Regions from separate parts of the Hordeum vulgare genome. Here region 2 is linked to region 1. The links are chromatin contacts, called in public Hi-C maps. All regions are on one chromosome and are shown on one strand. The core of a region is the stretch at or near the end of the contact, and the rest is flanking DNA. Distances in the headings are between cores, read along the strand shown. Region 1 has its middle 49 kb from the start of LOC123399477. Region 2 holds the start of LOC123399478.

Evidence for each region. Hi-C and Micro-C count contacts between places; a contact is called where the count stands out from the background.
Region 2: a contact with region 1 is called in a Hi-C map of seedling, with 4 times the contacts expected there. The contact joins the promoter of LOC123399478 here to the enhancer-like site in region 1. A contact is called at or near these places in 4 of 6 Hi-C or Micro-C datasets (leaf and seedling) and 1 of 1 datasets of contacts at active chromatin or transcription factors (embryo).

What each region holds. Positions count from the first base shown.
Region 1 is chr5H:480,128,064-480,133,810 of MorexV3_pseudomolecules_assembly, forward strand. No RefSeq gene overlaps it. Among protein-coding and RNA genes, the nearest start is that of LOC123399477, 49 kb to the left of the region's middle. Within about 2 kb of position 3,313, at least 3 of the 3 cell types and tissues checked have open chromatin away from gene starts, as enhancers often do. A contact at or near this core is called in leaf and seedling, where this site is marked.
Region 2 is chr5H:480,245,877-480,251,623 of MorexV3_pseudomolecules_assembly, forward strand. It overlaps LOC123399478, which reads left to right and starts at 2,420. Exons shown (of 9, transcript XM_045093890.1): 1 at 2,420-2,669; 2 at 2,857-5,272; 3 at 5,376-5,665; 4 at 5,743-5,747. The coding sequence starts at 2,887.

The DNA.
Region 1 (5,747 bases), core at 2,063-4,562:
TAAGATTCATAGATAATCTGATCATAAATCCACAATTCATCGGATCTCGACAAACACACCGCAAAAGAAGATTACATCGGATAGATCTCCATGAAGATCATGGAGAACTTTGTATTGAAGATCCAAGAGAGAGAAGAAGCCATCTAGTTACTAGCTATGGACCCGTAGGTGTATGGTGAACTACTCACGCATCATCGAAGAGGTCATGGTGTTGATGAAGAAGCCCTCCGTGTCCGAATCCCCCTTCCGGCAGGGCACCAGAACATGCCCCAGATGGGATCTTGCGGAGACAGAAGCTTGCGGCGGCGGAAAAGCACTTTCGATGATCTCTTGATTTTTTCTGAAATTTATGGGAATATATAGGCGAAAGACCTAGGGCAAAGGGCGTCTAGGGGGCCCACAAGCCTGGATGGCGCGGCCTCCCCCCTGGCCGCGGGGTGGGGGCTTGTGGGGCACCTTAGGCCCCCTGCCTTCTCCCAAGCTTTCCGATCTTCTTTCGTTCTAGAAAAAATCTTTTCGGGGATTTTCTTCCGTTTGGACTCCGTTTCAAAACCTCCTCTGAAAGGGGTAAAAAACATGAAAAAAACAGGAATTGGCACTTGACACTGAGTTAATAAGTTAGTCCCAAAAAGTATATAAAAGACATGCAAAACATCCAAAGTTTGACAAGATAATAGCATGAAACCATCAAAAATTATAGATACGTTGGAGACGTGTCAGTGACCATAGCAATGAAAAGCCGGTATGAACTATTTGTGTTTTTCTTTTGTAAATATGTTTAACTCAGTCACCCTGATTCTGTTTATCATGAGTGAACATGTTTGTGTGATAATTAGAGACTATAGTTGCTCGTTACATGCTTAAGTAGCTAGGAGTGTATAATGATTTAACTTGAATGTCAACATGCATTAAAATGATTGTGGTGTTGTATGATAGGATGGTATCCTCTTCTGAAGAATTCAAATGACTTGACTTAGTACATGTTCACACATGTAGTTGATTCAAAACCAGTGCACTCTTTATGATGTGTATGTCCAGAGTGTTCATGTCCTACTCATGCTCGTAGCCAATCTTAAATATTCTTGATGCATGATTATGCCAATTTTCGCTCTCTACTTGGTCGCTTCTCGACCTATTTTCTAGTATTCGTCTATACTAAGCGAAAATACTACCTATGCATCCAAATCTATGAAACCCCAAAGTTATTCTAGAGATTCAACCATATCTACCTATATACAGTATTACAACGAAGTTCCAAGTAAATTTACATGTGTCAACTTTAAACGTTCATACAAACATCTGTTTTATGTGCATTCACCGCTCACTGAGCGACGAGGCGGTCAATATCCTCCATGCTAAGTGGATTATTCTCATGAGGAGAGTTTATTCACTTGTCCTGCCTGAGAAAGGCTCGTAAAAAGGATGAACATTCCTGCATAATTCAAAAATAAATAAACAAGAACTCCCCGTGTAACATTGATTGTTTGGAGGGCACGTGAGGATTTTGTTAGCCATGGAATGTGTTTGAATGATGGAGGGGAAGTAAAATTTTCATTCTCCTTGGGAACCGCTATTAATTTTTTAGCATGAAAGATCTTGAAATCCTTTGTCATGACGTTGACCAAAAAAACACACCACCCACAATATATGTTCATCTCTATTTGAAGCTTTAAGATCTCGCACCTCTATAAATCGCAGTTTCCTTCTGCGAAGGAGCATTCTTTTACTTTCATGTTATTTTCTTTTTATTATTTGAGTCATCATTTTCTCGCTTAAAAGCACCAATCCTCAGAATATTGTTGTCATTTTTATGCATTGAGTCTAGTTAATGTTGGAAGTGAGCACGACCGAATTTTTTCTACCATTAGTTAATGTTGGAAGTGTGCATTTATGTTTTGCGGTCCGAGAAAGGGCCAACAAGATACCATTTTATCATATTAGATCATGATTATTTTTATAATTTTGTTATTTGAGATATCTTATTATTGCTTGCTAGTTGATTATGTTATTGATATGAGTAAATGTGAGCTTTAAGTGTTATAGTTTATATGGTTAGTTCATGATCTTGCTGAAAAACTAGTTACTAGTTAAGTATATATAAAATAACAACAACAAAAGAGTTTGTAAAAGTTTTTCCTTCTCACTTTCAGGTTATCAACTCGATTGCTTGAGGATAAGCAATGATTTAATCTTGGGGAGTTGATACGTCTCCATCGCATCTACTTTTGCAAACACTTTTGCTCTTTTTTAAACTATAATTTGCATGATTCGAATGAAAGTAACCCGATCGGACATTACTTTCAGCATAACTACCATGGTTTGTTTTTGTGCAGAAATAAAAGTTCTCAAAATCGGACTAAACTTTGCGGCCATTTTTATTGTATAAATAAAAAAGTTACTTGAATGAAGTCCAGGGAGGGTGCCACCTATTGGTCACAAGACAATAGGGTGCGCCCACCCCGAGGGCCCCTCAGGAGGTCATCTGACCTAATTCCAACCTTATATATTATATTTTCCTGAGAAAAAATAGAAGTTTTCATCATTTTTATGATACAGAGCCGCCGCCACCTCGTGTTCTTCATCGGGAGGGCGATTCTGGAGTCCGATCGGGGCTCTAGAGAGGGGGTTCGTTGCCATCATCATCATCATCAACCCTTCTCCATCAATAATCCCATGATGATCACCGCCCGGAGTGAGTAATTCCTTCATAGGTTTGCTGGAAGGTGATGGAGTTGGATGAGATTTATCATCTAATCGAGTCAATTTGTTAGGGTTTGATTCCTAGTATACACCATGTTATGAGATTGATGTTGCTATGACTTTGATATGCTTAATGCTTGTCACTAGGGCCTGAGTGCCATGATTTCAGATATATTCCTATTATTGTTGTATGAATATGAGAGTGTTTTGAATCCTATCTTGCAAGTTATGTGTACCTATTATGTGTTATGATCCGTAAATCCTAAAGTGATGATAATTGGGATCGTCTCCCGTGATGACTATAATATGAGGAGTTCATGTATTCACCATGTGTTAATTCTTTGTCCACGTTGTCTATTAAAAAGAGGCCTTAATATCTTTTAGATTTTTTATGGACCCTGCTACCACGGGAGGGACAAAAGACCAGTTGAGGAACCCTCTAGAATGTTCCCAAAAGCAAAAAAAAAAGTACATACTTTTTTAGGGTCAAAAAAGATAAAACAATAGAGATAAATTGGAACGCTTGATAATGGGCTGGCCCAGTGCATCGCTCGCTCGCGTATCCTGCGATGTCAATGGTCTACATTATACGCAGTGAGCGTCCTTTAGGATTTTAATCCTATTACACGAGTAGGGTGCCGCAAAGCAACGGCGCGTATACCCGCTCGCGCTGGATGCCGTATGGGCCGGCCCTTTTGAAGTGTTTTTTTTTATTTCATTTTTTTCTTTCTCTTTTGTCTTTTTATTTTCTTTCCTGATTTACTTTTTTGTCCTCCCTTTTATTATTCACTTCTTCTTGTTTTTTTGAGACTTTACTTTTTCAATTCGCGAACATTTTCTTCTTCATCGAATTCAATAAATGTTCATCAAGTTCATTTTTTGTTAATCGTGAATTAGAAAATGTTCATCGAACATCAAATAGTGTGCGTTTAATAAAAATAATGTTCATAAAATTTTAAATTTGTTCATACTTTCAGAAAGTATGAAATTGGTTCATCATTGTTTTTAGAAAATGTTCTTGAATGCAAATTTTATTTGTCAAGTTCACAAAATGTTCATTAAATAGAAAATTAGTTCATCAAATACCAATAAATGTTCATCATTATTAAGAAATGATCAAATTATATAGTATCAAAATATATTTCATTAACCTGTCAACGATTTTGAAAGTCAGAATTGTTATCGAAATCGCGAAAAAAACAATGCGGAACCTCGCGCCCACCGCCCAGAAGGGCGTATATGGAGCGAGGAGTGTGCGCACGGCCATTTCCTGGCGCGCACCGCGTCAAATAGGGGCTCCGCTCCTACTTGGTGCCTTTGGCGCGAGTTAGGAGTCGCACATGCAGTATATGGGTTGGCCCTGTTGAGGTTATTTTTTTAAGTTTGGTTTACTGGTGGACCTGGTATTGTTCATCGTTGATCGTTCCACCAGCGACCATTTCCCATGTTGACCATTGATTTTCTTAAAAAAGAGTTCATACAAAATCAAAGAAAATGAATTTTTCATTGAAATATGAAGAAATGGAAAAAGGTTATCATTTTCTTACTTTTTGCAAATTTATTTATTCCTCTACATTACTTTGGAAAGTTAAACAATTTGGATAATGACGATTTACAAAAATCAAGAAATTTTGGAAGATTTATGATTGTGAGAAAACAAATAAAAGATTTCAAAATAAAAACTTCACAAAAAATTGTAAATTTATGCGAATGTTGTGAAAAGTTCATGAATTTTGATAAAAGCGAAAAATAAAAAAAGATAACAAAAAGAGAAACGGGTGAAAAGAAAAACCCTCATGGGATCTGGGATTGTATGCGGTGCACTTGTGCTTGATGTGGTATGAGTGCACCCGTTGTCGTAGCATATGTTAAAATGTTTTAGAAAATCTGAAAAAATCTAGCATGTTGACACAACATCAATGTTTGATGTCACAAAATTTCATATCAAAATTTGAAACATTACATAAAATATAAAAAAAATTGTTTCACATCCGTTTGACAATGGACCGATTCTAAATCCCAACTTACGTTATGTGCGATCCAGTGCTGACTTTGTTATTTTTGTACCTTGAGTAGTGTTTCAAATTTTAATTTGAAATTTACAACAACATAGACCGATGTTGTGTGAATATATTTATTTTTTTTGAAAAATAATAATTAAAATACCAGTCGGCATCGGGTGCATCGGTAGCACCTCAAGAACCGGTGCACCTGATATATTCCTCTTATGTTGTGGGAAGAGTGTGCGCTAGTTTGCAGAATCCACCTTGACCAGTAGAGGTGGCGCACTGAAGTAATTTTGTGTTTACCTTTTCACCTTTTTTATATTTCTCGAATATTCTATATATATTTGAAAGTATTTTACCTTTAAATATTCATGTTTGTGTTATATAACATAAAATACACGTAATTACTATCTAAGAGAATATTTCCTGACAATAAAAAATGTTCATGCATTTCAAAATATGTTTGTGTTTTTTGCACCTTTAAAGAATATAAAGGAATATCTAAATAATTTAGAAAAATATTTCTTACCATTAAAAGATTGAACATGTATTTGAATTTACTTTTGACATGTATTTGGAAAAATATTTCAAAATATGTATTTGAAAAATGTTTATAATATATTTCAAATATGATGTAACATGTATGAAAAATATTTCTCGTGTATACGAAAAGTGTAAACCATGCATTGAAAAATGTAAGTATGTATTAATAATATAAAAGAAATTTATTAAGAGAAAAGAGGATTTTAGAAATTCATTGATATTTCTAAAATCAATTCTAAAAACATTAGGGGCCGATCGCAGAGGCCAGGCTACATCTCTTAGGAAGCCAGATATAGCACTGGCATATTTGATGGCTAATTCCTTTTGTAGCTCGAGGAACGGATATAATAAGCACATCCACGATATTACTGATGGTTCGAATTATTGGCCCAAATTGGGCATGCTGCCAGTGAGAAAATTTCACGCGATACACGAGAGAAACTGGTTAGTGATCATTCTCATACATTGCTATTTGGCGCGTTCTCAACCGTCGTCACG
Region 2 (5,747 bases), core at 1,170-3,669, 120 kb after region 1:
TCAACGGTCGTCTTTTTCAAACCGACCACCTCTTTAAGAGTTTTCATCACAGGCTAGATGTATATGGTCTTACTCTATATGATAACACAAAAGGAAAATAACTTCTAAGGACACCAAAGGAGTCCAAAATACCTAGGACCCACACGTGCTATCACACAAGCTGAAAACGGAAATGAGTGGACGGCGCCGGAAAATAATAGGAGAAGCGCGGGACTTCATGGCGGGCGCTTGCCACCTTTTTTCAAACTCAAGAGTAACCGTTGATTGGATTCCCGCGCTTAACCAACGGTCGTCGTTTTTCAAACCGACCACCTCTTTAAAAGCTTTCATCATGGGCTAGGTGCGTATCGTCTTACTCTGTATGTGGTAACACAAAAAGAAAATAACTTTCAAGAACACCAATGGAGTCCAAAATACCTAGGACTGACACGGGCTATCACACAAGCCAAAAAGCGGAAATGAGTGGACGGTGCGGGGAAAGAATAGGAGAAGCGAGAGACTTCATGGCGGACGCTTGCCACGTTTTTTCAAACTCAAGACTAACCATTGATTGGATTGGATTCCCGCGCTTAACCAACGATCATCTTTTTTAAACCGATGACCTATTTAAAAGCTTTCATCATGGGCTATGTATGTATGGTCTTACTCTATATGATAACACAAAAGGAAAATAACTTCTAAGAACAACGATGGAGTCCAAAATACCTATCATCGACACGGGCTATCACACAACTCAAAAAACGGAAACAAGTGGAGGACAGAGGAAAAGAATAGGAGAAGCGCCAGACTTCATGTCGTACGCTTGCCACCTTTTTCCAAACTCAAGAGTAACCGTTGATTGGATTCCCGCGCTTAACCAACGGTCGTCGTTTTTCAAACCGACCAGCTCTTTAAAATCTTTCATCATGGGCTAAGTGCGTATTGTCTTACTGTATATGATAACACAAAAGGAAAATAACTTCTAAAAACACCGATGGAGTCAAAAAATACCTAGGACCGACACGGGCTATCACATAAGCCGAAAGCGGAAAACGAGTGGATGACACGGGAAAAGAATAGAAGAAGCGCGAGACTTCATAGTGGATACTCGCCATCTTTTTTCAAACTCAATAGTAACCGTTGATTGGATTCCCGCGCTTAACCAACGATCATTTTTTTACAAACGGATCACTTCTTTAAAAACTATCAACATGGGCTAGGTGCGTATCGTCTTACTCTATATGATAGCACAGAAAGGAAACTTACTTCTAATAACATTGATGGAGTCCAAAATACCCAAGACCGACATGGGTTATCACACAAAACGAAAACGGAAATGAGTGGACGGCGCGGGAAAGGAATAGGAGAAGTGTGGGACTTCATGACGGACGCTTGCCACCTTTTTTCAAACTCAAAAGTAACCGTTGATTGGATTCCCGTGCTTAACCAATGGTCATCGTTTTACAAACCGATCACCTTTTTAAAAACTATCAACATGGGCTAGGTGCGTATCGTCTTACTCCATATGATAACACAGAAGGAAACTAACTTCTAATAAAATTGACGGAGTCCGAAATATCCAGGACCGACACGGGTTATCACACAAGCCAAGAATGAAAATGAGTGGACGACGCGGGAAAAGAATAGGAGAAACGCGGGACTTCATGACGGATGCTTGCCACCAATTTTCAAACTCAAGAGTAACCGTTGATTAGATTCGCACGCTTAACCAACGGACATCGTTTTACAAATCGATCACCTCTTTAAAAAATATCAACATAGGCTAGATGCGTATCGTCTCATTCTATATGATAACATAGAAGAAAATAACTTTTAAGAACACCGATGAAGTCCAAAATACCTAGGACCGACATGGGCTATCACACAAGCTGAAAGAGGAAACGAGCGGACGACGCGGGAAAAGAATAGACGACGCACGTGACTGCATGGCGGGCGTTTGCCACCTTTTTTCAAACTCAAGAGCAACCGTTGATTGGATTCGCGCGCTTAACCAACGGTTGTAGTTTAAAGCAAAAATTCAAATCCATTCCAAGTATAATCTCACAACCATCTACCCATAGAACCTCATCACGCCTTGGATGGTGTATGATCACCTTGCCCTATCCGGCAACACGGTTACAACTACAATTAGGCTCCTGGAAACACACCTGAAAGAGTGCACATTTACACCGGGGCCTCCTGCAAAGCCTTTTACAAGCAGGACCTCGCAGGCCACACGAAATCGCGAGAGGAGTACATACAGAGTTTGTTTCCAACCCAACAAAGAGGAGCAGATAAAAATAAAAATAAAAAAGACCCGTAGGGGAGGCAGTTTGTTTGCGGATCGGGTCCATATCCGAACTGCTTTTCGGCTGGGTGCAGGCAGGCCGCACCACGCCTCCCCCTCCCTCCACTACAAGTAGCCGCGGCCAGCGCCCGCAGGAAGAGAGAGGCAGGAGGCGCAGAGAGATCTGAGCAGGGGAGCCCTCGGAATAAATCACGCCAAAACCCAACCCAAAGCGCGCAACAGAAACACAACACCACGACGGAAGCCGACGCCGCGGGACAGAGGTAGACGCAGATCCGTCTCGCCGATCGATCTCGCTTCCCGTCCCGTCCCGTCGACGCGCCAGGAGCGGAGAGGGGAGGACGGCGGGGGAGAGGAGCTGCCCGGATCCGCGGCCTGAGTTGTAAGTGCTCCCTGCCTCGAGATCTTCTCTTATGTTTTTGTTGGTTTTGTCAATCTATGCGCGGCGAGGGCCTCGTTTTCGTGCTGGGTTCGTTCGTCGCTGGCGGATTGCGTGTTTGATCTGTGATCCGGGCGAGGCGGGGGCTGACGGGATGGGTGCTGTTTTTTTTTTTGGCTGTGGCGTGCAGGATCGGGGCGTGATCCGCAGTTGTGCGGCAATGACGGCCGAGGGGACGGCGCGCAGCGGCGCCGGCGAGGCGCCCAAGGCGGAATTGGCGGCCACCAAGGTGGTCTCCCCCACGGGGGAGGAGCGCGAGGGGGTCGGCGGCCCCTTCGTGATCGTCAACGGCGACTCCGACGGCCACTCCGACCCCGGCTCGGACGTGGGCGCCGTGGCCGAGGCGGATTCCCGCTCGGAGGAGGAGGATCTGCCCCGGGCCAATGCAGCCCCGGCTGCTGACGCCGGCGGAGATCACCCCACCGCCGGTGGGGAATTGGCCGCTCTGGACGGCGCCGTTGGCCTTCCGTCTTCCAACGGGCATGCTAGCCCCGCGGTGGTGGACAAGTCTGAGGACGATGGTGTGGTCCAAGTCCAAGGGGAGGCAAGCCACAATTCTGAAGCTGGACTGGGGGAGCAGGGAACTGCTGCCGCTGGAGAGCTTGATGGTCAAGATGCTCCAGCAGAACTTAGGATCGACCATGCTGAGGCTGAAGATGATTCTGCTCCACCTGCGGTGGAATCTGTGCTTAATGCCAAGGATGGAGAAAGTGAGAAAAGTGCTGCCACTGAGGTTGTTGCTCCTGAAGAACAGCAGGATGGAGAGAATGCTCCAGCAGAGACCAGTGGTTCAGATGAGCCCCCCAGACATGCTGAGTCTGTTTCCGTTGTCTTGGAGTCTGAGGGCAGCGTCGAGCAGAGCAAAGGAGAAGAGGTTGTTGCTGAGATCATGAAGCCAGGTACAGATGGATCAGCTGTTTTGGGGGTGACTGGACAGCATGATGCTGACACAAGTGTGACTACTGATCCCGTGATTAACGCCGACGAGGGCAACCATGACCATGCTGCAATCACAGAGCTGGTGGAGCAGGATGGGAGCAACGTGCATGACCATGTCGACCAGATTGCTGATTCTTGCACATCTGCTCCTGGGATTGATGCTGATGGGAGCAAAGGGCTGCAAATAGAAGCACTGACTACTGAGCCTGAAGTATTGGATGGAAGCGACTGTGAAGCGACTTCTAAAGGACCTTCAGAAGAGGAAGTTGTCGCAAACGTCCTTGGCTGTGCCAAGGACACTGCTGACACTTCTTTGGAGCTTGAGGGACAGAGCGAAGTTGCCTCTGGTGTTGTTGAAGTGGAAGACATAGTAGGAAAGGATGGTGAGGGGGACTTGCATGATGGCCGCACGGCTGTTGTCCTCTCATCTGACGAGGAAGCAAAACCTCCTGCAAAGGAGGGAACAAATGAGGCCATTCCTGCTGAAGTTGTGAAGGAGGGAATAAGCGAACAAATTGTGCAAGATAATGAATCCGTCAAGGATGATGTCCCTTCTGTCATACTTCAGTCAGCAAATTCAGAAGATCCAGTTGTTGAACCTAAGGGGGATCACATACTCCAGGTAGAAGATGCTACGGGTGATGGAAACACGGCAGTTTCTGATGTAAAGGTTGCCATGTTGGAAATGAATAGAACAGATATCATTCAAACACAAGATCTCAACTCGGCATCTGAAGACAGGAGTGTACCATTGCCTGTGAATTCGTCTAACCAAGTCAAGGAGGAGGTAAACAAAGAAGTTTCCCCTGAGGATGCACTTTTAGCCCAGAATGACTGTTCTTCTGTACAGACTGGAATGCACGAGCAGTTGGAATTACCTGGCACTGGTGCAGCTGCAGCTGATAAAAGTGACAATGTTGTGGTAGAGGCAGAACCAGGTAAAGAGATGGAGGTTGTTGAAGACGTTGCGTTGCATGTGGCTGAAGCATCTACTTTCCATAATGAGCCAAGGTCCATTGATTTCATTGATAACAAGTACGTGCAACCGGATACTGAGTTGGAAATTTGTGATCATGTACAAGCGGAGGAGCGTAATTCTGATGAAATATCTAGCACCGCTATCGATGAAGTTATATCTGGTGTTTCCGTGGAACATGGAACTGCTGTGGCAGATGACGCTGAACTCAGACATGATACAGGAGATGCATCTCTTAGCGAAGCTGCTGTTGACCAAGGTGAAGCTGTTGGATTGACTGATGATAAAGCTGCTGTTGTAGATGAAGTTAAACCCTCTTCTGCTACAGGAAGTGAATCTGATGTGGCTCGTGAAGCTGGTGATGTTTCACAAATAGTCGAATCACGTGATTTGGTTACAGATTGCCAATCTAATAATGACCAGTCGGACATTCTTGACGCATCAACTACGCGTGAAGAGCTAGTTTCTCTGACTGAATATCCTAGCCTGCCAGTTGTTACATTGGAATCTGGAGTTAAGGCTCCTCACTCGAACAAGGCGACGGGGACGTCAGATAAGACATCCAAAGATACTGAAAATATAAATGCATGCAATCTATCTTCTACCGAGGTTGAAACCAAATCTTTGGAAGGTATGCACTGTTTTTATGTATTTATGTATCTTCTCCTTGAAGTTAGTGCTGAATATGGTTGTTTGTTGAAGTACAAATTCTGACCCTGGTTATTGCATAACAGTAGTGGAACCTTCATCTGTTGACGGGATAATTCCAGTGGAAGACCAGAATGATGATGAACATGCACACAAAGGCGAGGAGAAGATTGCTGACAACTCCAGTGAGTCGGCTGTTGATATTGAGAGTGACAAGGGAAATATACAGCTCATGAGGCCACATAAGTTCTTCATCGTAAAGGTTCCTAAACTTGCGGGTGATGATGTCTGGGCAAGGGTACAGGATGCTCAAGCTCATCTAGATCGCCTGACTCAAGAAAGAGATGCAATTAATGTTCGCAAGAAAAAGCAAAGGGTAACAGAGCGTCCGAATGTTCAAGTCTCCTTTTCCTTCCTTAGCACGTTTCTGACTTCTGTATTAATATATTGCAGGCTGC